Regions from separate parts of the Pan troglodytes genome. Here region 1 is linked to region 2. Evidence: chromatin contacts called from public HiChIP or PLAC-seq data. All regions are on one chromosome and are shown on one strand. Each heading gives the region's core, a stretch centred on a gene start, on an enhancer-like site or on the middle of the called end of the contact. The rest is flanking DNA. Distances are from core to core; before and after follow the strand shown.

Region 1 (7,095 bases), core at 3,909-6,408, 190 kb after region 2:
TTACTAGAACCTCCACCTCCCGGGTTCAAGAAATCCTCCTGCCTCAGCCTCCCGAGTAGCTCAGATTACAGGTTGCGCACCACCACACCTGGCTAATTTCTGCATTTTTAGTAGAGATAGGGTTTCACTATGTTGGCCAGGCTGCTCTCGAACTCCTGACCTCAGGTGATCAGCCCCCCTCGGACTCCCAAAGTGCTGGGATTACAGGTGTGAGCCACCATGCCTGGCCAATAACACAGAATTTTACATCTAGAAGAGATGTTAGAAATGATCTCAAATGACCCTTTATTTTTAATGTTAATCCTGTACGGTAAGAATCACCAATACATAGCATCTCTGAGTTCACTCAATTGAGAAAATAAAAATCCAGACACTGTTAGACTACCTATCAGGTATGCATAATGCTCTTTTTTAATATGTATTTAATTTAATACACATATTAAATAATGCTCCGTTTATTGGTTTCGATGGCAACAATTTTTTTCCCCTCCATTCAGAATTAAGACTTTAATCATCCCAAGTGGCAATGTGAGCATATTTTAAAACCGTTTAGGGGTTAGTCGTCTCTCTCATTGCTTACACCAGTGCCACCACCTTAAATTAAAATAGTTCTGACTGCTAAGGAATCTCAACACATTACATTCACACATTCCTATGCATATAAATCCTGAATTTGAACATATGCTCCAGCACCTGGGCAAGTCATTTAGTATTTCCAAAGCACAGTTTCTTCATCTGCAAAATGGACATAACCTACCTTCACAGGGATACAAAGACCAAACTAAATGTGAAAACATGTTTGGGAAGAGTACAGATATACATATAAATGCTTGCTATGATTATAAGAGCTCTAAAGTTCTACATTTCACTAAAAGGAAGAATTTTGTTCAGATGTAGAAACTGAATGAACTACAGTTGCTGAGTTGGCATTACATACTTTAAAACCAAACAAGTTTCCAGGGACTTTTCTATCCAAAGTTCCTTCTAGGGAAGTAGAGTAAGATGTTAAAACTTACATATCTTCATTTTAATATTTTCACAGGTGGAGCATACACTTTCTTTCTTTCTTTTTTTTCTTTACTGGAGACTTTGAGGCAGGGTCCCACTGTCACCCAGGGTGGTGTGCAGTGGCATGATCTCGGCTCACTGCAACCTCTGCCTGCTGGGTTCAAGTGACCCTCCTGCCTCAGCCACCTGAGTAGCTAGGACTATAGGCACGCACAACCGTGCCCAGCTAATTTTTGAATTTTTAGTAGAGACGGGGTTTCTCTATGTTGGCCAGGCTGGTTTCGAACTCCTGACCTCAAGTGATTTGTCTGCCTTAACCTCCCAAAGTGCTGGGATTACAGGCGTGAGCTACCATGCCTGGCACATGGAGGATACACTTTCTACATTCCTCTCAAGGGCAGGAACAGTATCTTAGGCATTATTTTAGCTGCAGTAACTGGAACAGAGACTGTCTCTGTGTTTAATAAATATTCATCAGAATATACTTTTCCAGAATAAAGTAAAACTTTTGTAAAATATATGTGAGGTGGAAAGAGCTCTGGCCATGGAGTAGATATTTGCTCTCATATCGTGTATTACAAGTCCCTCAAGCATCCTGAGGCTTCATTTCCCTTTAAAAAATTTACCCTGTCGCCGGGTGCGGTGGCTCATGCTTGTAATTAATCCCAGCACTTTGGGAGGCTGAGGCGGGCAGATCCTGAGGTCAAGAGATGGAGACCATCCTGGCTAACACAGTGAAACCCCGTCTCTACTAAAAAATACAAAAAATTACCCGAGCTTGGTGGTGGGCGCCTGTAGTCCCAGCTACTCAGGAGGCCGAGGCAGGAGAATGGCGCGAGCCCAGGAGGCGGAGCTTGCAGTGAGCCGAGATCGTGCCACTGCACTCCAGCCCAGGCAACAGAGCGAGACTCCGTCTCAATAATTAAAATAAAATAAAATAAAATAAAATAAAAAATCTACCCTGTCAGTAATGCCCCTTTTATCCGATGTCAGACATCCACCCAGAATACTGCAAATAAGGCCTTCGAGTGACAAAAAGAAAAAGTTTCTAATGAAGTCCATGCATGCACTTTATGCATAGTAGAGGCCTACTGATTCTTATTTTAAGTGCGTGTGTGTGTGTGTGTGTGTGCGTGTGTGTGTGTGTGTGTGTGTGTATTTGAGACAGGGTCTCACTCTGTCACCTAGGCTGGAGGGCAGTAGCACCATCACAACTCACTACAGCCTCGATCTCCCAGGCTCAAGCAATCCTCCCACCTCAGCCTCCCAAGGAGCTAGGACGACAGGCACATACCACTATGCCCGGCTAATTTGTTAACATTTTTATTTTTATTTTGTAGAGACTAGGTCTCCCTATGTTGCCCAGGCTGGTCTTGAACTCCTGTGCTCAAGTGATCCTCCCGTCCTGGCCTCCCACAGTGTTGGAATTCCAAGCATGCACCACTGCATTTGGACTGTTTTAAGAATAATTCTAATAAGCTGTTATTTGGTTATATTTCCCACTGGTGGTTAAAAGCACTAAGATAGATCAGATGTCCAAAGAAAGAGAAATTGGAGAACCCTAAAGGTTTCTCTCGCTGATACATGAAGTAGAACCAAACTTTCCCAAAAAGGTAGATCCAATTCAATCCAAAACTATTCCACGGCCTAATATCACCGAACACTTGACAAAATATTATGTGGGCTCCATCTCTTACCTCAAAATTAGAGTCAACCTGTGATTAATTTAATCCCAGCTTTAATTACAGTCAAAGAATGAATGCTCAGCAAATACTTCATTTTAACGCTATCCACTGCTACCCTATTCACAACCTTGGAAGAAATGATAAGCCCTCTTTTATGGTTCACTTTTCCTTATTCAAGTAATCTGCTCACTAGCTGTTCTTCTTTTATTTTTTACTACATGACAGTAACGAGTTGCAATGGAAAGGTCATCTGATCTTAACCCGAACTGGAATTATCTAAGAGCATTTTATATACAGAGATAAAATGGATTATTTTACAGAATTAATTTTACCCCCAATAATGCTAATACACTTTACAGAAGTACAATGTTACTATTTGCTAACTACAGGTAATCAGCTACTTCAAGGCAGGGACCATGTTTGCCGATTGGGATCATTAAAGCACACAACAGAGCACCATAGCATTTAGAATAATTAATATTCCTGAGATTGTCTTGAAAAGACTTCCATGTATCGCTAATAGGATTCCTAATGCATGTAAGTCTTTTGGAAAGTTAGTTACATCTTTAAGAATCTTGAGCAAATTCTGGTTTATTCACTAGATGGATATATGTGAGAAACTAATTTTTGATAAATCTGAGGATAAGAACTGTGTATTTAAAAAATTTTTAAAAACAGAAAAAATTGTGTATTAAATGTAATTACAATTATTTCTTTTTAAGAAACTGCAATGGAAAAAAAGACTGGAAAGAAATGTTAGCAGTATTTGTAGTTGGGTAATGAGACTATGGCTATTTTCTTTTCTCTGTATGCTAAATTTTACTTAGTATGCACTAGTTTTACAATGAAACAATTAAAGAAAAAAGAGGAAGGAAGGAAGAAAAGAAGGAAGAAAGGAGGGAAGGGAGGAAATAGGAAGGAGCACTGCTTAAAGGTAAGAAAATGGCCTAATTAGACCAGTTAGTAACCACTTAGTTAAATGCTATAATTAAGCTTTTACCCTAGCAAGGAACTTTCTAAGTGATCACAAATGATAACTAAGTCATATAATATCTGCACTGAAGGGACATCTTACCTAATTCTGTCATTTGACAGGTGTAGCAAAGAAATTATAATTATACAATGCTTTACAGTTTACAAAGTGAGCCCTTTAGTAGAGTTGGCTTATTATCCAGTCCCATGTTCTCTCTTTTAAGAGTTAGTAAGTCTGACAGCCATTATGAGGGTCTATAAGCAAAAGCACTAGCCCAATAATACCCAAAAACTCATGTTGGCGGAGAGCCCATGCCTCAGAAGAAAGGCGTGAATAACTAGAGTGGAGGGGACAAAGCTAGCAAGTCTTATAATGTACACATTAAGAAGCAGAATAAACTTCAGAGTAAATACGCAGAATAAACTTCAGAATTCAGAGTAAACACTCTCTCCCGGAGCAGCAAGGATAGCAACATCACGATATCAACAATTCCAGCACCTTACACTCCTGTAACCTAGCGCAATTTCCGGAGAGCCTTCAGGTTCATCTCAACGGATCCTCGCAAAAACCTGTGGGCTGGGCTGGGCAGAGCGGGAAATCAGTCTCACTTTACACAGGAAGCCGAAAGGAACGCCGAAGAAGGCCGAGTGGGCAGAAAAGCACGAGATTAAGAGCTAGGGGCAGCCACCTGGGGAGACTGGGCGCCTCCACTGACTGGAGGAAGAACGCAGGGCCCGCGGCGGGAACAAGGCCCAGAGAGGCTGTGGTGCTGGGTCCGTCGCCCGCCGAGGCTCAGGGGCCTTGGAGGTCGGCCCAGGCGCCTATCTACTCACGTTGGACCAGCTGGTCTCCAGAGAAGGCGGAGGAGCAGCTGGTGACCAACGCACAGGGTACGCCAGCAGCCATAGCTGCGCTCGCGAGCCGGTTCCGTCAGGCAGCCGCTTCCGCCTTGGGCTGCACCACGGCCGCCGGCGCGAGGGGGAGACAGGCCGGAGAGGGCGTTCTCGGAATGACCAGGCTGGCCTGACCCCGCCCCTAGACCCCCTTCCGCTCCCAGCGTGGAACAGGCCAGGTCGCGCGCGGTGTTGCCATGGGGACGAGCGGCTCCGGCTGAAGGTTTCAGTGCTTGGAAACCGCGCCTCCGCGGAGGTAGCCGTTCCCTGACCTAGCCATGGCACAGAACACTGAAAACCAGGACCCTGTCGGATCCATCTTAATCCAGGTGGGAAACGGGCTTCCCCCGGCCCTGCCCTGCCCGCCGCGCCACTTCCGAGCGAGGTCCCGCGCGCCGATTCACCGACGCTCACCCATTTGGTGCGCCGCCCCTAGACTCCCTCCAACTCGCGAGAGGCTCCCAAAAATGCCCACCCAGACCTCCCCCCACGGCCCAGCACACTCCCGGTGACTTACCCTGTAGGTTACGCCCCAGAAGCACGACTTTCTGCCTCTGGGAAAACTCTAAAACCGTTCACCCATAACCTTTACTTCAGAAAAATTCACCTCACGCTGAGGCATCATTTTTAAATGTTACATTCTGAAAAATATGAACCCATGACGTCGGGAGTGGAGGAGAGACAAATCGGACACTCTAGGAGGTGATAAGAAATTTGGAGACAAATTGAAATATGTGAATTGCTTTTCCTACCCCAGTTTTTTAGATCTAAATGTTCCTCGTTGGAGAACACACAGAAAAATCAAGATAATTTGGAATGAAAAAATGTGACATTTAAAAACTTAGTGAAAGACCTTTTTAATTTGAGAGGGGAAATGTCAAGAAAGTCTTGTCCAATACAGCTCAATTTGTAATAGTTGCACTCAGATGTTTCTGAAATGATTATAGCATTTTGTTTTCACATTTATGTGAGGTAACTTTAAGATATTTCCACATATATCATTGGTTTTAACTATCACATATATAATAGCTGCATTTGACTAAGTCTTGAAGTCATTTGTCTAAGGTCACTCTGTCAGGACTGTCACTCAGTTGGTCTGAAGTGGGTCTTACTCGTCAAAGGGATCTAATTTTTCTGGCAGAATTTTGATCTCTTACCTCCCATCTAGGAGAGACTTCCCTAAATGTACCTTTTCCCAAATACAAGCCCCTGAACTCACCAATTTCATAGACTTCCCCATTAAGAATCATACTTAATCTTACCTGATCTTTTCTCACCCTCACTTTCACCATCACGCAGCAATGAGTTTAGCCAAACTGCGAAGTCTGAGGGAACAGTCCACAAAAAACTGCCCTAACTTCAACACTCACTACCTGCAAGTTCAGGGGTCCCCAGAACCACCTCACTTCAGACCAGCTGGGTACAAACTTAGGGGCCCCATCACCACGCTCACATTCAATGATTCACTAGAACTATTCGCAGAGCTCAGGGAAGTGCTGTGCTCACATCTCCAGTTTTATTATAGTGAAAGCATACAAATTAATCAGCCAAGGGAAGAGATGAATAGGACAGAGTCCAGGAGGGGTCCAAACATAGAGCTTTTGGTCATCTTATCCCTGTGGAGTCATGGACGTCATTACCTGCATTACTTCCTCCCAGCCACAATATGTGACAATATGCATAGAATATTGCAACTAGAGAAGCTTATCTGAGGCTTTGATGTCCAGAGTTTTTACTGGGGCTCAATCTCACACTGCCCTTGTGGTTGACCATTAATCTCCAGCCCCTCCTGAATACTTTTAGTCTCCCACTGCTCCAGAGGTCTGAGCTGATACAGCATGGATCAAAACACCCATTATAAATCATGTTGATAGACTGTCTGGTGGCCAAAGCCCACAGACAAAGACACTTCTATCAGGCAGGACATCCCAGGCGCCTAGAGATCACCTCCCAGTAGCCAGGAGCGAAGACTGGACCCCTCTTTGGGTAAGGTTAATTCTTTGCTGCACGTACCCACTCTTTTTATAGATTCCAAATAATTAGAACAATAATGGAGACTCTTACCTAGGATACAACATTATAGTAATAGATAACTGTTGACACTGACTTGTGAGATGGGTCAGAACAGCTAATAGTCATATCCATGTTGATCTGCACCCCTACTTGTTTAAAAGGATTCCTATGGACATATCAAGTAAAGGGCTGTGTAGAGGAAGAGAGCCTACCTGTTAACCAGATTATTAAGACTGATTCCTGTATAGTATAAAATTATATTCTCTACATGTAGAATATGTATAGTGAGGAAATTTGGAAGACTTTCCCTACTTTCTCAGTGAATCCTGAGAATGTGTGAGTATGTAGCACCACCCAACTGTGCCAACGTGGATTCCACTTCTATTTGGGGCTATGATTTATTTCCCTCAGACAGGCTACCAATAATTAATGTGTCTAGTGGAAAGCACTTGATAGGGAGTCAGAATACTGAGATCTGACCATGACTTTGACAGTCTCACAAGTAGTGACTTTGAGCTAGGCA
Region 2 (6,811 bases), core at 4,167-6,666:
CAAGTAGCTGGTATTACAGGCTCCTGCCATCGTGCCTGGCTAATTTTTGTATTTTTAGTAGAGACAAGGTTTCACCATGTTGGCCAGGATGGTTTCGAACTTCTGACCTCAGGTGATCCACCTGCCTTGGCCTCCCAAAGTGCTGGGATTACAGGCATGAGCTACCACACCCGGCCTATTCCTACTCTTTTATTATGGTAAAATGTACATAACAAAATTGACTATTTTAACCATTTTAAGTGTACAGTTCCATGGCACTGACTGCATTCACACTGTTGTACAACCAACTCCACCATCCATCTCCAGAGTTTTTTCATCTTCTTCACCTGAAACTCCATACCCAGTAAACAATAATTCTCCATTCCCTCTCCCTTTGGCCCTTGGCAACCACTATCTCCTTTCTGTCTCTAAGAATTTAACTATGCTAGGTACCTCTGTAAGTGGAATCACACAATTTTTGTTCCTTTGTGGCTGGTTTATTTCACTTAGCATAATATTCTCAAGGTTCATCCACAATGTATCATGTGTCAGCATTTCCTTCCTTTTAAAGCTAAATAATATTCCATTGTATGGGCCAGGCACAGCGGCTCATGCCCGTAATCCCAGCACTTTGGGAGGCCGAGGCGGGCAGATCACCTGAGGTCAGGAGTTCAAGACCACCCTGGCCAACATGGTGAAACCCCATCTCTACTAAAAATACAAAATTAGCTGGGTGTGGTGGCACATACCTGTAATCCCAACTACGCGGGAGGATGAGGCAGGAGAATCACTTGAACCTGGGAGGTGGAGGTTGCAGTGAGCCAAGATCGCGCCACTGCACTCCAGCCAGGGCAATAAGAGCGAAACTCTGTCTCTAAATAAATAAATAAATAAAATTTAAAAATTCCATTGTATGACTACAATACATCTTGTTTTTCCACCCATCCATTGATGGACACTTGAGTTACTTCTACCTTTTGACTGTTGTGAATAAGGCTGCTACGAACATGGGTGTGGATATACCCGTAGTCCCTGCTTTCAATTCTTTTGGGTATATCCCCAGAAACAGAATGACCGGATCATATGGTAATTCTGCTCAGTTTTTTGAGGAACTGCCATACATACACCACAGCATTTTCCTCAGAGGCAGCACTACTTCACATCTTCACCAGCAATGTGCAAGGATTCTAATTTCTTCACATCCTTTCCAACATGTTATTTTCTGTTTTTTAAAAGCGAATAGCTGGCCAGGCGCGGTGGCTCACGCCTGTAATCCCAGCACTTTGGGATGCCAAGGTGGGAGGAATCAGCTGAGATCAGGAGTTTGAGACCAGCCTGACCAACATGGAGAAATCCCGTCTCTACTAAAAATACAAAATTAGCCAGGCGTGGGTGGCACATGCCTGTAATCTCAGCTACTCAGGAGGCTGAGGCAGGAGAATTGCTTGAACCCGGGAGGCGGAGGTTGCAGTGAGCCAAGATGGCACCATTGCACTCCAGCCTGGGCAACAAGAGCGAAACTCCATCTCAAAAAAAAAGAAAAAAAGATAATAGCCATCCTAATGGATGTGAAGTGGTTCAATGTATATCTTTTTATTTGTATAACTTCTTTCAAAATGTATATAATTATTTTGTGTATATGTAATTTGTTTTACATAGTAGCATTATGCTATTCCTTTCCCTCTGTGTCTTACTATTTTCTGTTGGAACTGTGTTTAAAATCTATACATTTGTTTTATGTACATGGAATTCATTGCTTCTCACTTTTGCATAGCACTTTATGGTATGCATGAATCACATCCATGTATATTGAGAACCTACTATGTGCTTGTACCAAGCTTTCTATATGATTTAATCTGATTCCATACAGCAATCCTAAGAAGGTGTTGTAATTATCACATTTTATGGATGAGAAAACTGACACACACAGAGTTAAGGAACGTGCCCAGAGTCACACAGCCGGAAGTGGAAGAGGTAGAAGTTTAACCCAGGTCATTCTGGTGCCACAGAAGAGCTCACACGTGTAAGGTGTTACAAAGAGCTATAGGTAGAGATCTGACCGTAGACAGAGGCTCTCTCTTAGGTGAGGGCACTCTGATAAAAGTTCTAGTCCTGATTTGGCTACTTATCTTCACAGTGCAAATCACCTTCCCTTACAGACATCACTTTCTGTCTGTGTAAGATGAAGATGATTTTAGTGCTTTTTCTAGATTCACTACTTGTTGATTAAATACCCTTGAGCTAATGGGAAAATAATCAGAATTGAAGTCAGGTGTTTGTTTCTTTCGTCTATTTGGAGTGGCCGGCCCACCTGGGAGCCACTCCAAATACACGAAAACCCTCTGATGTGTCTATTAACGAGGTGAACTGTTCATAGGATGGACTATTCCCAGGGAAACAGTTGCTGTCTCCACTTCCATCCCACCTCTCCTGAACTTTGCACTTACCATGATGAAAAATTAACTGGGCTAATGTTTCCCTCCCAAGGACAACCTCTGCAAAAGCAGGTATGGCTGGGCCCCAAAAGACCCGGTGCCAGAACAGAGTTGTACCCATCCACAACAGCCCACCCATTCACTGCCCAAAGTCAAGATCAAGAGAACATGCAGGGTCTTCTCAGCACTGGAAGAATCAGTTCCTCAGCCCTCCTCAGAGCTTTCTGAAACTGGACTTAGTCCCCCAGTGGAGGGACTTCTCTTGGAGAAACAGGCCTGAGGAGAAAGAGCTAGCCCAGAAATGGCACTTATTAGACTTGTAGGTGGGTCCAGCACTATTTTTCTGCATGCACAGCTGTTCTTGTCACACGGATGCCAGCAGGGAAGCGTGGTTCTGCCACTCTAACTAGCTGGCTGCCTAGTTATTTCCTCCCCTCAGGAAAATGAGAGGGCTGAATGAGGGCCCCTTCCCATACCATGATTTTAGAGGGTGAAGTACCTGTCAGGTCCTTCTACTTACTACATGTAATCCTCAAATCTCTCTGACGCTCTTCCTCTACAGTGCAAATCACCCTCCTTCAGCAGACATTGCTCCCTCTGTAACATAAAGGACTTGAACTACAGGAGGACAGTTACAACGCTCTTTCTGGATCCAACACTCTGCACAGTGAGAACCGCTTGCTCCATTCTTACAGCGGAGAGAACGGACGCTGTCCAAGGGGAAGAAGAGAAAGAGCCAGGATTGGAAGCCAGGCCAGTCACTGATGGATCCGGAGCCCCTCTTACTTTCTTTGGCTACCTCTCAATGGTTGGACTTGTTCAGGTTAAGATTAACACTTTACTGGACGATGATGACTGCAAGGCCCCTGCCCATCTTTGCCCACTCAGTCACATCATCCTCATCCCCACCCTTTGATGCTTCTCTAGGCTGTGAACGCCTTGAAAACCTTAGTCTTTTATTTCGGAAGTTCAGGAACTGAATAGGAGGGCTGCAACTTAGAGCTGCTCCGTCAATGTGTGTTATACTTATTTGACCTCCCTCCACCACTTTTCATGGCATTAGCAATGCAAACCTTTTCACATGAGCTTCCCACAGCCACCCTAGGAGATCGCGAGGGAAGCTACCTCTAGCCCCATTTTACAGGTGAGCAAATAATCCTTGCAGTGTTAAAACAGTGTGCCCGTGTAGAGAACTGTTTTGCAAAGAGCTCGATCAATGATGTCATCTTTGCCTTCCGTGACCCAGGCAGCTGGGTGCAGTGTCAAGATCGGAGACTGAGGCTTCAACAAAGTACTGGGTTCAAATTCCAGCTCTGCCACTTGGAATCCTGAGTAAGTAATGTAATCTCTCTGTGCCTCCGTAAACGTGAGGCAGAGGAACATCTACCTCACCAACCACTGTTAAGATTGAATCAAAGGGCAGCAGGCGGGCTACCTGGAATGAAGAAAGCAATCAATAAATGTGGATTGTGTCATCCTTGTCTCTCTTGACGGACGGGAAGAGGACAGTGAAACCTAAGACCACAGCGGCAGCGCGTTAACAGGAGGACCAGCAAGGAACGGAAGCCAGGTTGTCAAGACTCAGTTGGGTTTCACGTATTCTCCTTTTCAGGCGGGTATTTAGGAAGAGAGGAGGGTGAGGAGCACAGCGCACTTCTGCAGCAGCAGCTGCGGATTGGCTTGTGGGAGGCGGTTCTCTGAAGCAAGGCAAGGGCCCCTGCCGCTTCTGGGCTGACTTTGTGGATTCCGCCACACCTCACAGGGCTTTGTAACTCCCCACCCACTTGAGGGTTGCAGATAACTTTTTTTTTTTTTTTTTTTTTTAACAAAGCAGGGGTGGGGGTGGGAGATTCCTGCTGTTAAAAACAAACAAAGGGCTTAGACACCGGCTAGTCGGCTGCGGGAGGCAGCAAGAGAAAGGCCGAGGGGCCTGGAGTAGCTCCTGAAAACCGCCGAGGGCCCTGCGGGCAGACGCCCCTGAATTCTTTTGGTGGAGAGAAAAGCCGCGGAGCTCCCCAATGTGCCAATTGGTTTGTTGTTGTTTTGCTTTTTTTGAATACACAAACTCTCCGAAAACTCCTGTCTTGCCCCACTTTTTTGTGAGTTCATTGCTTTGGAAACAAAACTCTCTTCCATTTATTGGGAATTATCAAATTTCCGATCCTTCTCTATCAGGAGATCCAGCAACAAACACCCTGTTATGTAAATTTCTTTCAAAGATAAATTCGAAAGCGCCTCCATTCATTCCTTCAAGAACTCAACAGATGTCCTTGAGGCTCATTTTCTGCCGGGCACTCGGTTCACAAGGCTCAAGAGACCCCTGGCTCCAGCCATTGTCCAGGTTGTCACTGGTGTCCCCAGCTCTCCACTTCTGAGGACCCACTTCTCACCCCCTCCTCCTCCGCACACGTTCCCGAGGCTCTCGGCCGGTGTGATCTCACCGACTAGAGAATAAAAACAGCCCAGGGGCGCCAGCGCCGGCCAAGGGCCTTGACGGGGATCAGCGAGCGCGAGGCCAAGTGCGGGCCCCAACTTCCTGGGCCCGGGCCTTCCGCGCGCCCCCTCTCGGGCTCGGGTCCTCTCCAGGGTGCACTCGCGTCCGCACGGCGCTTACTTGCTGCGAGTCCAACCCTCTCCGGCCCGCAACTCCAACCGAGCCGCCTGAGTGTGGACTCCGAGAGCGGACGCCACGGGCCGCGCTCAGCCCTCCCGCCCGAGGCCCCTCTCGCCGTGTTTCCCAGGACTTCCTCCCCGCGCCCGCCCGACTTCAGGTCGGGGTCGCGCAGGGTCCCGCGCGCTCCAGCCAGGACTGCCGCCGCCCGGGTCGCCCACGTGGGCATGCTGGGCGCGGGGTGGTGGCCGGCCGGGCGCCCTCCCCGGAGCAGGGGGCGGGCAGGGCGCCCGCGGGAGGAGGTGGCGGGGCGCGGGGGAGGAGGCGGGGAGCCCCGGCGGCGAGGGGGCGGTGACAGCACTTGGAAAGGAGGCTGCACGCGGATTTGCATGAAACACAGACTGGGAGCGGGCGGGAGCGGGAGCGCGGCGCACGCCCCGGGCCGGCCCAGCCAGCGAGCGAGCGAGCGAGCGGCGAGCCGGGAGGAGGAGGGTGGCGGGGCGGTGAGGCCGCAGAGGCGGAGGGATCTGCGCATCAAAGCTAGCGAGGCGAGCGAAGTTTGGCCGGGGGTTGGACTTTCCTTCCCGGAGGCGGCACCCAAACAGCTACCCCGTGCGGAAACCCAAACTTCTGCTGCCACTTGGAGTCTCGCGGCTGCCGCCACCGCCCCGCGTTCGGGGCCTTCCCGACCCGGCACTGCTGCCGTCCGCCCGCCCGGCCGCTCTTCTCTTCGCCGTGGGAGCCGCTCCGGGCGCAGGGCCGCGCGCCGAGCCCCGCAGGCTGCAGCGCCGCGGCCCGGCCCGGCGCCCCGGCAACTTCGCCGAGAGTTGAGGCGAAGTTTGGGCGACCGCGGCAGGCCCCGGCCGAGCTCCCCTCTGCGCCCCCGGCGTCCCGTCGAGCCCAGCCCCGCCGGGGGCGCTCCTCGCCGCCCGCGCGCCCTCCCCAGCCATGTCGTCCATCCTGCCTTTCACTCCCCCGATCGTGAAGCGCCTGCTGGGCTGGAAGAAGGGCGAGCAGAACGGGCAGGAGGAGAAATGGTGCGAGAAGGCGGTCAAGAGCCTGGTCAAGAAACTCAAAAAGACGGGGCAGCTGGACGAGCTGGAGAAGGCCATCACCACGCAGAACGTCAACACCAAGTGCATCACCATCCCCAGGTGGGGGCCCGCCCGGGGGACCCGGGGGCACGTCGGCCCAGCCCCCTGGCACTGCGGGGCCGACCCAGTGGGGCTGGAGATGGGAAGAGGGAGAGAGAGGGAGGGAGTGAGACTGTGTGGGTGCGTGTGTGTGAGAGTGGGAGAGCGCGGGCAGGAAGGGGGTGGGGGGACCCCAAACAAAACCATCTCTGATTTGCAAAGATCAGAGCCCGAGGCTTCCACGCGGCACTCTGGCTTCCAGACCTCACATTCCCTTTCCACCTCCGGGAGGGGAGAGCGGGTTGCTGCGGGACTCGGCCGCCCCCACTCCGGGGAGCTGGGGCTGGAAGTTGAGGCCCGCTTTGTTCGGCTCCGCGGGCCGGAGCCCCTCCTCCGCCGCCGCCTCCCGCCCCCGCTGCCCGCGCTCGTGGAGGTGGTGGTGTCTTTGCGTTTCTTTTCTTCAGTCCGGTCTCCCCACTTTCCTCTACAGGAATGCGGTCCGTACAGCTGGGGCTGTGGGTGAGGAGCGGGAGCCTAGTGATTGACAGATTCCTTCTTCGTTCTTTCTTTGCCTTCGGGATTAGCATTTTTATCGAGTATTTTTAGACTCGGTTGTGCCAGTCTCCCGCCCCCTGAGCATGCACGCACTTTGG

The links. HiChIP or PLAC-seq counts read pairs in DNA pulled down with a chosen protein or histone mark.
Region 1: an H3K4me3 HiChIP or PLAC-seq map of stem cell-derived excitatory neurons shows a contact between it and region 2, with 2.1 times the contacts expected there. The contact joins the promoter of AAGAB here to the promoter of SMAD3 in region 2. A contact is called at or near these places in 1 of 7 Hi-C or Micro-C datasets (stem cell-derived neural progenitor cells) and 1 of 1 datasets of contacts at active chromatin or transcription factors (stem cell-derived excitatory neurons).

What each region holds. Positions count from the first base shown.
Region 1 is chr16:59,248,130-59,255,224 of NHGRI_mPanTro3-v2.0_pri, forward strand. It overlaps AAGAB (alpha and gamma adaptin binding protein), which reads right to left and starts at 5,159. Exons shown (of 10, transcript XM_063795212.1): 1 at 5,077-5,159. It overlaps IQCH (IQ motif containing H), which reads left to right and starts at 4,737. Exons shown (of 22, transcript XR_008539624.2): 1 at 4,737-4,888.
Region 2 is chr16:59,054,300-59,061,110 of NHGRI_mPanTro3-v2.0_pri, forward strand. It overlaps SMAD3 (SMAD family member 3), which reads left to right and starts at 5,417. Exons shown (of 9, transcript XM_001159972.7): 1 at 5,417-6,179. The coding sequence starts at 5,974.